Linked DNA regions of Mus musculus: region 2 is linked to region 1. The links are chromatin contacts, called in public promoter capture Hi-C maps. All regions are on one chromosome and are shown on one strand. Each heading gives the region's core, a stretch centred on a gene start, on an enhancer-like site or on the middle of the called end of the contact. The rest is flanking DNA. Distances are from core to core; before and after follow the strand shown. Region 1 holds the start of Ltv1 (LTV1 ribosome biogenesis factor). Region 2 overlaps Phactr2 (phosphatase and actin regulator 2).

Region 1 (5,980 bases), core at 2,317-4,816:
AACAACAACAGAATATGCTGGTTGATTTCACTGAGAAGCAGCAAAAAAAAAAAAAAAAATGTGGGAAAGATTATGACCTTCCTAAACGAGGCTGATGGTCAGCATCTCTATGCTTTCCTACATGCACTGCTACCTTGGGTCAGTAACTTCAATTCTTTGAACGTCAGACATCCATCTCAGTATTATCTCATTGGGCTTCACAGATCTATGGAAGGAATTAAATGGCATAGTAAATAGAAAGTTCTTTGCTCTATGTTATGTGTTTGTCTTAGAGCAATAAATGGTAAAACATGAATATTGTTATTGTGTATAAGAAAGCAATATGGTTTAGAAACCCAGGTTATGTCTCACAATTTCCACCCTATCAGTTATGTTTACTATGAAAAGTCTCTTTTTTGATACCTTGTTTTTTAGTATCTCTCATGCTGATACGAAACATATCTCTCATCTCAGGGAGAAATAAGTTCACCCTTATTCCAAATGTGAGTGCCACATCCAGGAACGGATTCCAATTGCCCCGATTAACCGTGGAAGTGGAAGAGGACATGTGAACTTCTATTATTTCTTTTTCTTTAAAGAATTATACATCTAACCCCAGCACTCCAGAGGCAGAGGCAGGTTGATCAGCCTGTCTTACATAGTAAGTTCCTGGACAGCCACATACTGAGAGCTTGTCTCAAAAAGAATTAAAAGAAAGAAAGAAAGAGAGAGAGAGAGAGAGAGAGAGAGAGAGAGAGAGAGAGAAAGAAAAGGAAAGGGAAAGAAAAGAAAAGGAAAGAAAAGAAAAGAGAAAAAGAAAAGAAAGGAAAAGGAAAGAAAAGAGAAAAGAAAAGAAAAGGAAAGGAAAGAAAAAGAATAGAAAAGAGGTCTGGAGAAATAGCTCAGAGATTAAGAGCACTGACTGCTCTTCTAGAGGTCCTGAGTTCAATTCCCAGCAACCACATGGTGGCTCACAACCATTTATAATGGTATCGGTATCTGATGCCCTCTTCTACTGTGTCTGAAGAAACTATAGTGTACTCATATGCATTAAAAAAATAAATAAATAAATAAATAAATAAATCTTAAAGAAAGTACACCTTAAAAAAAGAAAAAGAAAAGAAACGAAAGGTCTTTAGGCTGGCTTGACACACTCCTTTAATCCCAGCACGCAGGAGGCAGAGGCAGGATGATCTCTGAGTTTGAGGATAACCTCATCTACAGAATGAGTACCACAGCCAGGGATACACAGAGGAAACCCTGTCTCAGGAAAAAAAAAAAAACAACAACCCATAAACAATCATAAATAAATGCATTTTCCAAATACACTGCTGGGCTATCACAGGTAGACAGGTTGCAGTAGTGCTGGGACAACTCTGCGGTGGTTTGGGATGTTAGCTGATGTCATTCTTAGCTTTGGGGTTGGTGGAAACAGTGGTTGCAAGAATACATGTCAAATGTTTTACCTAATAGCCAAAAGGTTGCCAGGTCAGACCCAGAGGAGGACAATGAGTTAGCTACTAAGGGGGTACTGAATATAGGCAACATTCCAACTTTCCACAATCATGAAGTTCTAATTAGTCATTTAAAATCTTCAACACAAATATGGCTTTTTCTTCTGGGAATTTTGGGTTGCAGTAAAAATGCTCATAAGGGCACCTAATAGCCCCTCTCTCACAGAGTCATAGTGGGGAAATTGGTTATTCAGGTAGAATGCCAAATCATTAATTCCCATAAACAAATATTTATTGGGTGTGTGTATCAAGAACTAGATCCAGTAGTAAATAAAACAGATTGAACTGAGCCTGGTGCTTCCCATATAAATCTTGCTTTCAAATAGCAAAGAATGATGGCTAGTTAGCATAAAGATATGTTAAACTATATATGTACTTTACAAAACATTTTCTCATGACAAAACGTGTGGTTCTGATCTAAACTATTTCCATTATTTTTCTTGTAGAAAAAGAACAGTAGCCCACAAACATTTACAATGATAATATTTGGCTATAATTATAGAGACATTTCAACAGAACTCAAGACATTGAAGAAAAAAAAAAAACCACTAGCAATTGGGAATGAGAAAGCAAGCGTCTACTGATAGAATGTTGGATTATTTCATCACGCTCCTCTCCAGCATCCGACGGAAATCTTCCTAAGAAATTACACTTAAAATCCTATTTGCTTAAGGCACCACAAAATATGTGAGCAACAACTTGGGGGATGGAGATGTAGTCACAGAAAACGTGTTAGGGTGCTCTCCGAGCATGCAGGAAGCCCTGGCTGGCTTCAGTCTTCAGCATCACACACATCGAATACGCCCAACACTAGCGTGATGCAAGTAGGAGGATACGTAGTTCAAGTTGGACAGAAGGCTGGGCTACATGAGACACTGTCTCAAAAAACAAAAACAAAAAACCACCTTGGGTTTTTATTAGTTTTCATCTTAAAAAAATATGCAATCATCAGAGCTTCGGAATTTATTTTATTACATCAAATGCCCCTAAAACCAATAATCTTAGTGTTGTGATCATAAAAAGAGAAAGAGCTATTACGATAAGTTCTGGCGGGGTCTGGGAGAAGGGGGTATAGAGTTTATTCAGGGCATGGAGAGGGGAGTTAAGAAAGTAGACGAGGCAGAGAAAGGCAGAGAGAAGGAGAGAGTAGTGAAGTAGAGGCGGGCCATGACACATGGAGCAAGGGGGGGAGGGAATGGGGAGCAAGAGGGCAAGAGGCAAAAGAAAGGCAAATGAGAGAGGATGGGAGAGGGGGAGACAAGCAGCCCCTTTTATAGGGCCAGGTCTACCTGGCTGTTGCCAGGTAACCGTGGGGCAGCGAATACCTGGCAATTGCCAGGTATCTGTGGGGGTGGAGTCCAGACAGAATACCAACACTTATGGACTGTGCTAAAGGTACGGTTGGGAGTTGTTCATCAAAAAGATGTAATACGAAAACCCTAAAGATGTTAGACTCTGCCTATTGAAGCTAGGCCTTGGTTGGACATTGCTAGGCAACTGATTCCCCTTAGGTCAAGAAGCCAGGGAAGGCCAGGGAGTGGTGGAGCACGCCTTTAATCTCGGGAGGCAGAGGCAGGCGGATTTCTGAGTTTGAGGCCAGCCTGGTCTACAGAGTGAGTTCCAGGACAGCCTAGGGCTACACAGAGAAACCCTGTCTCGAAAAACCAACCAACCAACCAACCAAACAACCAAACAACCAAACAAACAAACAAACATATTAAAAAAAAAAAAAAAGAAGAAGAAGAAGCCAGGGAAGTGACCACTTTCCTGTCATGAACCTGCACAGCCTTGGTCTTGTTTTCGTTTGTTTTTGATTGTTTTTGTTTTGTTTGTTCTGAGTTAAGCACAGGTAAGGAATATCTGAAGCCCCAGGTTGGAACCTGAAACTTGCCCTCAGGTAAGTAGGCTACTCCCTGCCGCCACCAACTCCAGCCAGAAAGCCCCGCCCACTGAAGGTCCTGCTAGCCCCACCTCCCGGAAGTCCCCGGGAAGGTTCTGTCACCGCGGGCTCACGCAACTTCCGGCTACAGCCTAGCGGCTCGCCGGCGATTGGCTCCTTGCCCCGCCATCGTGTGACGTGCTGCCCTAGCCCTGTGGACCCACGTGTGGAGCTGCCGGCAGGTACCGGGGAGCGGCGGTTCGGCTGCCGCGGTTCCGGAGAGGGTGTCCCTGCCTCATCATGGTGAGAAAACCGCGGTGCTCCGGGAGGGAGCCGCTCCCTGCGGCTGACTTAGGCCACTGGCCGCGTGGCTTGGTGCCCCGAGTCCTGTCACTCTCCCGGCACCAGTCACCTTCGTCACCCCCGGGGCACTTCGGAAGGAGAAAGAAGGTTTCCCTTTCGCCAAACGCCCGGAGTTTCCAGTCCTGAAGGCTTTGGGTAACTCCGTCCCTGTGACGCAGAAGCTCCGCCCCCTGCTTCCGGGGTTCACTTGGGCCACTGGGTAGCAACTCTGGTTAGACCCAGAGCTGAAGAGCAAATACGAATGTATCGAGGAGTAAATCATCTGAACCTTAGTTGTCTGTGCCCTAATCTTATTTACTACCTTGTAGATGAAGTGTCTGTCTATATTTTCTTGTGGCAGGCTCCTTGTCTTGTTGATAAAACTTTTCGGGGACCTTCCCAGAGCACCCATTAAGAGAGACTTCAGGCATTTGCTTTTGATTTGAAAATCCTGTTTGATTTTCCCTCTTACTGATTTACTTGCTAAGAGCGGAGAGTTTCTCACACTGCCCCACATATTCCCCAGCACCTTTGAACAAGTGTCTCAGAGTAGGTGCCTAGCCAGGGTTTGTTGGCGAAGGTAAGTATGGATCCTTCAGGAGACAGGGACTCCTGTCCTGTCTGGCTTAGGTGTACAAATCTGAAATATCTGTTCACCCTCCACATGCTTAACTGAGTGTACCTGTGGCTGTGGCGTTGCCCACTGTGTGGGGGTTCTGTTTTATTGACCTTTCCTGATTATTTTGTAGCCTCACAGAAAGAAAAAGCCCTTTATAGAGAAGAAGAAAGCTGTGTCTTTTCACCTGGTCCACCGGAGCCAGCGAGATCCTTTAGCCGCAGATGAAACTGCACCCCAGAGGGTTCTCTTGCCTACACAAAAGGTAGGTCCTGTTCTGGAGCCACTACGTTTTTAGGTGAATGGTAGTTTTGTAGTCCTGAACATGGAACCCAGGGAACTTAAGCATGCCGGGCATTCTCAGAAGTTGGTCCTCTTAAAAAAATAAAAAAAAGAGCTGTGACTCAGTTTCCAGTTTCTGTGCTGATGTTTGATGTTGTGTATTTATTTTGATTGACAGGCTAAAGCATCTTTGAGATTATTAAATAAAGAGATCTTATAGAATATTAGTCAAGTTCACTAGTTCACAGCCTCCATCTGCACAGTATTATTTAGGCTATGGCGGTATGCTCAGTCTCTGCTTTCTCTTGGGATTCCCCCATATTACAGTAGTCTTCCATTTGCCCCCTCGTCTCTCATGTCATGAAATACAGAACATCCAAGCTCATGGATAGCTTTGGCAATCCTAGAGGGGCCGTGAGTAGGTTGGTTTATGTTAGCATCACACTTGTTAAAGATGGATAATGGAAACATTTTGGGGGATGCTGGAAAGATGGCTCAGTGTTTAAGTACTTGCTGCTCTTGCAGAGGACCCAGGTTCGGTTCCCAGCACCCATATGTAGAGTCACAGCCATCTATAACAACTGTTCCGGGGGTTTTGCTACTCCCTTTTGTCCTCTGTGTGTATTAGCTGCACATACACACTCATTAAAAGTGTAAAAAAACGTTTTAAGTATTTCGAGGCATTTGCCTCCCTTTAACTTTTCCTTAAAGCCACCCATTACACCACTTCATGAAAAGCTTTCTTTGGGTATAAGTACAAGAAACTATACTTACTGTCAAAGCTTCCAAATCTTTTCTTCTAAGCCTCCAGTGACATTTTTTGAGTGTATGTTACATATATTTCTTACCTAGATTTGCCATGCAGAATTGTCTAGTTGAAAGACTCGTTCTCTATGCCCCAGTACAGGGGAACGCCAGGGCCAAAAAGGAGGAGTGGGTGGGTAGGGGAGTGGGGGTGGGTGGGTATGGGGGACTTTTGGTATAGCATTGGAAATGTAAATGAGCTAAATACCTAATAAAAAATTAAAAAAAAAAAAGAAAGAAAGACTCGTTCTCACTCGTGTTATGTGTATGTGCTCCTGCTTCACTTTGTCTTTGAGACCAGGTCTGCGTTTTTCAGGCTTGTCATACCATACGTTGGTGGGTTCTAATGGCCTGCCTCAGCCTGGCTTGTTGTCATTCTGTTATAATTGTATGTAGCACTATGTTTTGGACTCTCTGTAGTTGTGGTATTTGTCAGGAACTAATGATTCCTATCAGCCACTATTCCTGTGCTGTCTACAAAAGTTGTCAGGGTCCTGGCCTTACTCGTGGCAGGATAGCTAACTCCGTGTTGTTGTCCAAGGTCAATGACGAGGAAAGACGGGC
Region 2 (5,980 bases), core at 1,661-4,160, 110 kb before region 1:
TGGGATCTCTCTTCCAGCATCCTGTTTTCTCTCTATATGCCTGCAAAGTTCATGTCTGTCTCCAGGAAATAATCCAGGATTATGTGTGGCCAACAGTTTCTTAGCAGATACCTGCTTTGGAGACTTGATGAGGTTACTAGGTAATAGTTGGAGATGATAGAAGATAGATAGATGCATAGATAGATAGATAGATAGATAGATAGATAGATGATACATACATTCATACATACATACATACATACATACATACTATAAAACATTTTAAGAGATCGTACCCACCTTTCTTTTGGCTGGTCTGTTGATATTTCTGCCCTATTCATCCTATGGGAAACTTTCCATGATTTTGGGTGAATGAAAATTTGGCCATGGACTTTAAATTATGTTATTGACTAGATTTTATTTTTATTTATGCACTTTTTTGTTTATTAAAATAATGTGATTGAATCTAGGGCCTTTTACATACTAGGCTGGCATTCTATATAGGATCGGTCTATATCCCAAGCCTGCACACACACACACACACACACACACACACACACACACAGAGAGGGGGGGGGCACATACCTGTAGATAACATCGTCATGGGTCCTCATCACTATTTGTGTACCATATTTTCTGAGACAGAGTCTCCCACTGAGTATAAAGATCACCTGTACTGCTAAGCTATCAAGCAAGTCCCAGAGGTCCGTCTGCCTTCACCTCCCCAATGCAGAGGTGCCACCACATCCAGCTTTTTACATGGGTCCTGGGGTTCCAAACTCAGGCTTTCAAACTTGTCTAGCAAGCACATTACTAACTGGGCAATCTCCCTAGCCCCTTCCCTAATCTTTTTTGTTTCTTTTCTGTATTGAGATAGGGTGTTACTAAATTGTCCAGACTACTATTGAACTCAGTCTGTGTAACCCAGCAAGAATTTGAACTTGAAATCCTCCTGGCTTCCTATATATTGGTGATTATATACCCAATTCACCAGGGCTACATTTTGTTTTGTTTTGTTTAACTTAATATTTTATATATAAGACCTTTCATTTTCTCCCCTAATTTTCATCCATCTGTGTGTGCTCAGCCTAAACAGGGTGATCATTATCCCCAAACCAATGAGGTGAAACTCTGTCTTACTTGGCAGGTTGTCCACAAAGAATGTACAGGAATTGTCTTCTTTTCCCGAGTCCAGCAACCCTTCATTCACCCCAGAGTCTGGAGTTGCTGTAGGAGATGCTAAGGGCCTGAGGGTAGCAAGGTCAGAGACTGCTTGGTTCCTGTCTTAGTTTTCATTCCTTTAGCCACTTCTTGTTCCTATACCAACCCCTCATCTGTTGGTAAAGAAACCTTTGCTTATCATGGCTGTAATGGTTTTCAAAAATTAAAATACTTTGTGTTTTTATTAAATTTGATTTTTTTTTACATTCACAAAATGACCCTTTGCCCACTCAATCGGAATCCCATTAATCCCCATACATGAATGACTTTATTTAATCTGTAGAATACCCTGTAGCAAGTCTAGGGGATGCTGTGCACGTCAGTGAATCAGGATGTCACACAGCTGCACAAACAGACTATCCTACACTTCGGGCCACAAGTTTAAACTCTGGAATTTTCTGTCAGAGCTTAACGGGCAGACGGAAATCTTTAGTAGCGTTTTCCTTTGGGAATTCAGAAGGAATGGCCGCTTCTGTTTTTTGTTTTTTTGTTTTTTGTTTTTTTTTTAAGTTTAAAAAATTGATACTTTTGAATTTTGAGAATTAATTTTATGGTAAATAACAATTCTCTGTACAATGAAATGAGAACACTCAATGGAAAATGAGGGGGAAAATATCTATTAAATTAACACTACACTGTGCCTACCACAAATGTAAATGAACTGTGATGGCATGAGACGTTGTTTGAGAGATCAAAACAGTACCTTCCCCAACTCTGGACAAATCCAAGCACGTGGCTGAGGGCAAAAACAGGGCATGATTCACGCTCTGCATTTATATCTTATACTCTTTTGAAACAGAGATTTACTCTCACCCACAACAGCACTCTCTTCCTGTTTTATGTAAAGGGCGTTGTGGAGGCAGACCAGAGCTCTGTCTCATCAGCCCTATGACCTTAGACAAATTACCTGATTTCTCTGGGCTTCCCCTTCCTCTTGGACTAAATGGAACAATATAAATAGGACCTATTCCCTGTTCTGTAGTGATGGGTGATGAGCAGTATCCATGCAGCACTCAGAGCTGGTCTTCAATGTGACTCAGCCAACGCAAGTGGAGAACCAAGAGAACCCTGAGTAGCTGGAGAGGCACCGTGAGATCACTTAGCCCAGTATCCTGATTTACAGCGTTGAAAAATCGGGGTCCTCACTCAAGGTCATGGGGCTGCTGCTGAAGTAGCTGAGTTGGTCCGGGATCCAGATCTCTTCTCTCTGGCTTACAGTTCACCGCCCTGATTTCATGATCAAAATCCAGAACAGTAACCGAGATTTATTGGCTGTCCTGGTTGTGCAACGCCTGCTTTGCTTTCTGGTTTACAGTTGGCTGCTTTAGAGATAGCAGGAGATGCTTCTGGCTCCCTGGATATGCTCAGGGATGCTAATGCAGGCAGCCTGGTGGAAGGGAAGTTCCCTGAATCAGATGACTGGCACTGTGCATCTGCCATTCATGGGAAGTCCAAAACTCTCCTGTTTCTCTTTGAACTCTTCATATTTGATCATTTCACATGGTCAAAAACATGACCTTATAAGTTGTTCATATTTTCCCATAAATATATTTCATGTGTCTATTGTGAGCTCAGCCCGGCAATAGCAAGAAGCTACGAAACGCTCAACCATCCTGGACTCACTCCCTGCAGGGTACTTGTTCCCTTCTTAATTCTCTCATCTGACCCCAGGTCACAGTCCTTCCTAAGAAACACTCCCAGCACACTCAGCTAGAGTTCCTTCCTCCCTCCCATGAGTCCAGTTGACTTTTGGTTTTGGTTTGCATGGCCCACTGGCTATGTCTGCTTCCTCAGCAGAGTGCGAGCGATTTCAGAGCAAGAAGTCAGTCGATCCCACTGGCTCTGTGATCTCCCTGGATTTTCCAGGTACATAGCATTGAGTTGAAGCCAGCCTTGTAAGAAACTGGTTGGGATTACTAGTGCTAGAAGCAGGTGGCTATGACTTAAAATCCAAACTCCGGCATTTAACTCTTGTGTTACTGCAGTAGGATAACTTTTATATTACTTACTCAGTATATTTTTAATCTTTGTCTTTGTGAATATAAACAAGTGCACACGGAATGCCTGATCCCCAGTTAGGTTCTCAGTCTCAATGGCTCTCTCACTATTTAATTGCAGAAATAATGCCCTCTTTCAATACCTGTCTCTCACACTGTTGTGAAATTAGCCCAAATTAGTGCAGGCAAAGCACTTTGCTGAGTTTGTGGCAAATAGTAAGTGCTCAAGAAATATGAGACATTATGCGTTCTGTTATTACTAAATTAATACTTCTGGCTGTTGGGAGAGCAAAAGCATCCAATGTGGTCCAATGAATGAATAGCTCATGCTCTCTGCTTCTTAGGAGCCTAGGGACAGAAGCATAAACCTTGGGGTTTCTTTTCCCTCATTGTCCAACGCTTCTCTCATCATGGGAAATGAGGACGCTCCATAATTACAGAATAAATTTCAGCCCTTTGAATTGGCTTTTGAGTGTCAAAATTTTATTGTTAAAATGACCTCAGTGACTTAAAAATGAAGGACAGGGAAACATTGAATCCTGAATGTGTCACTCTGTATCAGCTGTACGTGACAACTCTCCTTACATGGATGCGTGCACACATGTGTGTTGGGGGATGAGTTTGGAATCTCCCCTCTGTACCTGGCCTCTCCTTAACAGTGACTAAGTCCTTGCTAATGTGGTGTGGACAGTAACCCCACTCTCCACTCTTATAGAAAATGTTGACTACTACTGAATCTGAGTAAGTCATGTGCTAAAACGTGCTGAAATAGCAGAATGGCGGTCTTTAAAAACCCCCAGTGCCAAAATACTAGAAAAGGAAAGTGTTAGGAAAGGGAAGGAAGATGGACAACTGGAAATGTTATCTCCCCCAAATCCAGGGGGCAGAAACCTTTTGTGTACTCCTCCATGCATCTTAGAGCAGAAAGGACCCTAAAAATACAGATCTCTAAGTTTATTTACCTCGTTGGGGGCTATGATACATTAAAATATGACTTGTCAAGCCGGGCAGTGGTGGAGCACGCCTTTAATCCCAGCAGTTGGGAGGCAGAGGCAGGTGGATTTCTGAGTTCAAGGCCAGCCTGGTCTACAAAGTGAGTTCCAGGACAGCCAGGGCTATACAGAGAAACCATGTCTCGAAAAACCAAATATATATATATACATATATGACTTGTCTTTTAGAATAGTTCTGGATTTGGGAACCTGTGGGCAAGAGTGCTTGTTACATAAGCATCAGGACCTGGGTTTGAACCTCCAGCACTCCCATAAAAAGGGGACTTGATGGTTTGTGCCTGGACCCCGAGCACTGTGCTGAGCAGAGACAGGAGGACCACTGAGGCATGCTGGCTGTCAGCCTAGCCCTAAGTTCAGGGAAGGACCCTGGCTCAAGGGAATAAGACAGAGATAGCTAGAACCAGGCACCCAGTGTCCTTAGATCTGTGAGCTGGGGCATGGGTGAGCACAGCCACACACATTTGAACATACACACACAGACATGTATTGTTTAAAATAAAAGAATAGTTCTAGATTTGCAGAAAATGTGGAAAGATAGTCATATTCTCATATACTGCTGCCTTTATTTTCTCTTTCTCTTAGTCTCTTGTGTATGTGATAAACTTATTCCAACAAAAGGACAGACAGTGGCACCTTCTTACAAGCTACAATTTATTAGAATCTCAGCAGTGTTTCCTTGATGTCACTGTGTTTGATGAAGGATCTCACTAAGGACCCATGTCACGGCCTCCCACTTCAGTTACTCAGACTCCGTTAGTTTTTAATTACCTTGTTGGTCTGAGGTGCATCGGTCAGGTATATTAGACATGTCCCTCAACTCAGCCTTTTCTGACAGTTTCCCGTAATGTCGCTGGCTTGTGGGTTTTGAAGATCCAGATGGATCACAACACGTGAAGGTTGCTACAGTAAACACAATCTATCACAGATGACAATGACCTTGGACTCCTTGGATGAGGTGATTCTGTGCCCTTTATTATGAAGTTAGTGATGGCTAACGTCGTCATCCTCCACACTTCTGCTCTCAGAAGGAACTGCACTGTGGTAGCATTTAAGGCATGGGAAGGTAAGCGCCTTCTACAGATTATCGGACCTCATCTGGACAGATTCCTTTTGTCCCAAATTTATTTATTTAATATTTATTTGTGTAAATATGGACCCATAGATATTTATTTTAGATTTTTGGTTATAAGTTAGTACTATATTATTTAGTTTACCCCAATTGTTCAAACATTTGACTTTGCATATCCTTTGAGTTCCTGCCCATGTTTCTCTGACATCTACTGTTCAGTTTGTTTAGAGTATCCCCTTACATCCTAGCAATATAAGATGATAAGGGCTCATCAATAGTTCTGTGTCCCAACCCTGGAAGTGTCCATTTCTGTACAGACTGGACTTTTTGATTTTCCCTTCTTGAAGAACACTATCAGAAACCAAGAAAGAGCATATGTGCCTGGCAGTGTGTATGTCCATGCTGATAATCTACTTCCTGTCTTCCTATCTTGCAAAACTCAAGTTTATGCAGTTATGTCCAAACTGTCATTGGTGTCATGTAGAACATTCTAGATTCTCACTTCGCTATCTGTAACTTCCACCATCAGCCATCCACTTGTATAGCATCTCACCATATCCATACAGAGATTTCTAACCTGTGCCCAAATTGGGTGTCCTATAGTTGATTCTTTTCCTCTTCTTCATTGGTCATTCATCTTACTTCCAAAGAAGGGAAGAAATTTGGTTCAAACTAATGTAAAGTGTGATTAAATGAGAAGA

What was found. Promoter capture Hi-C pulls out the DNA fragments that hold promoters and counts their contacts.
Region 2: a promoter capture Hi-C map of macrophages shows a contact between it and region 1, with 6 read pairs. The contact joins the enhancer-like site here to the promoter of Ltv1 in region 1. A contact is called at or near these places in 2 of 39 promoter capture datasets (macrophages and stem cell-derived epiblast-like cells), 7 of 484 Hi-C or Micro-C datasets (bone marrow-derived macrophages, muscle stem cells, myeloid progenitors and 3 more), 3 of 115 datasets of contacts at active chromatin or transcription factors (bone marrow-derived macrophages, embryonic stem cells and forebrain) and 4 of 9 other capture datasets (adipose tissue, liver, macrophages and 1 more).

Annotation. Positions count from the first base shown.
Region 1 is chr10:13,190,723-13,196,702 of GRCm38.p6, reverse strand. Ltv1 (LTV1 ribosome biogenesis factor) reads left to right here and starts at 3,566. Exons shown (of 11, transcript NM_181470.4): 1 at 3,566-3,675; 2 at 4,464-4,595; 3 at 5,958-5,980. The coding sequence starts at 3,673.
Region 2 is chr10:13,297,316-13,303,295 of GRCm38.p6, reverse strand. All of the region lies in intron 1 of Phactr2 (phosphatase and actin regulator 2), which reads left to right. Among named protein-coding and RNA genes, the nearest start is that of Gm46211, 74 kb to the right of the region's middle. Within about 2 kb of position 2,910, at least 31 of the 459 cell types and tissues checked have an H3K27ac peak or open chromatin away from gene starts, as enhancers often do. A contact at or near this core is called in adipose tissue, bone marrow-derived macrophages, macrophages and 1 more, where this site is marked.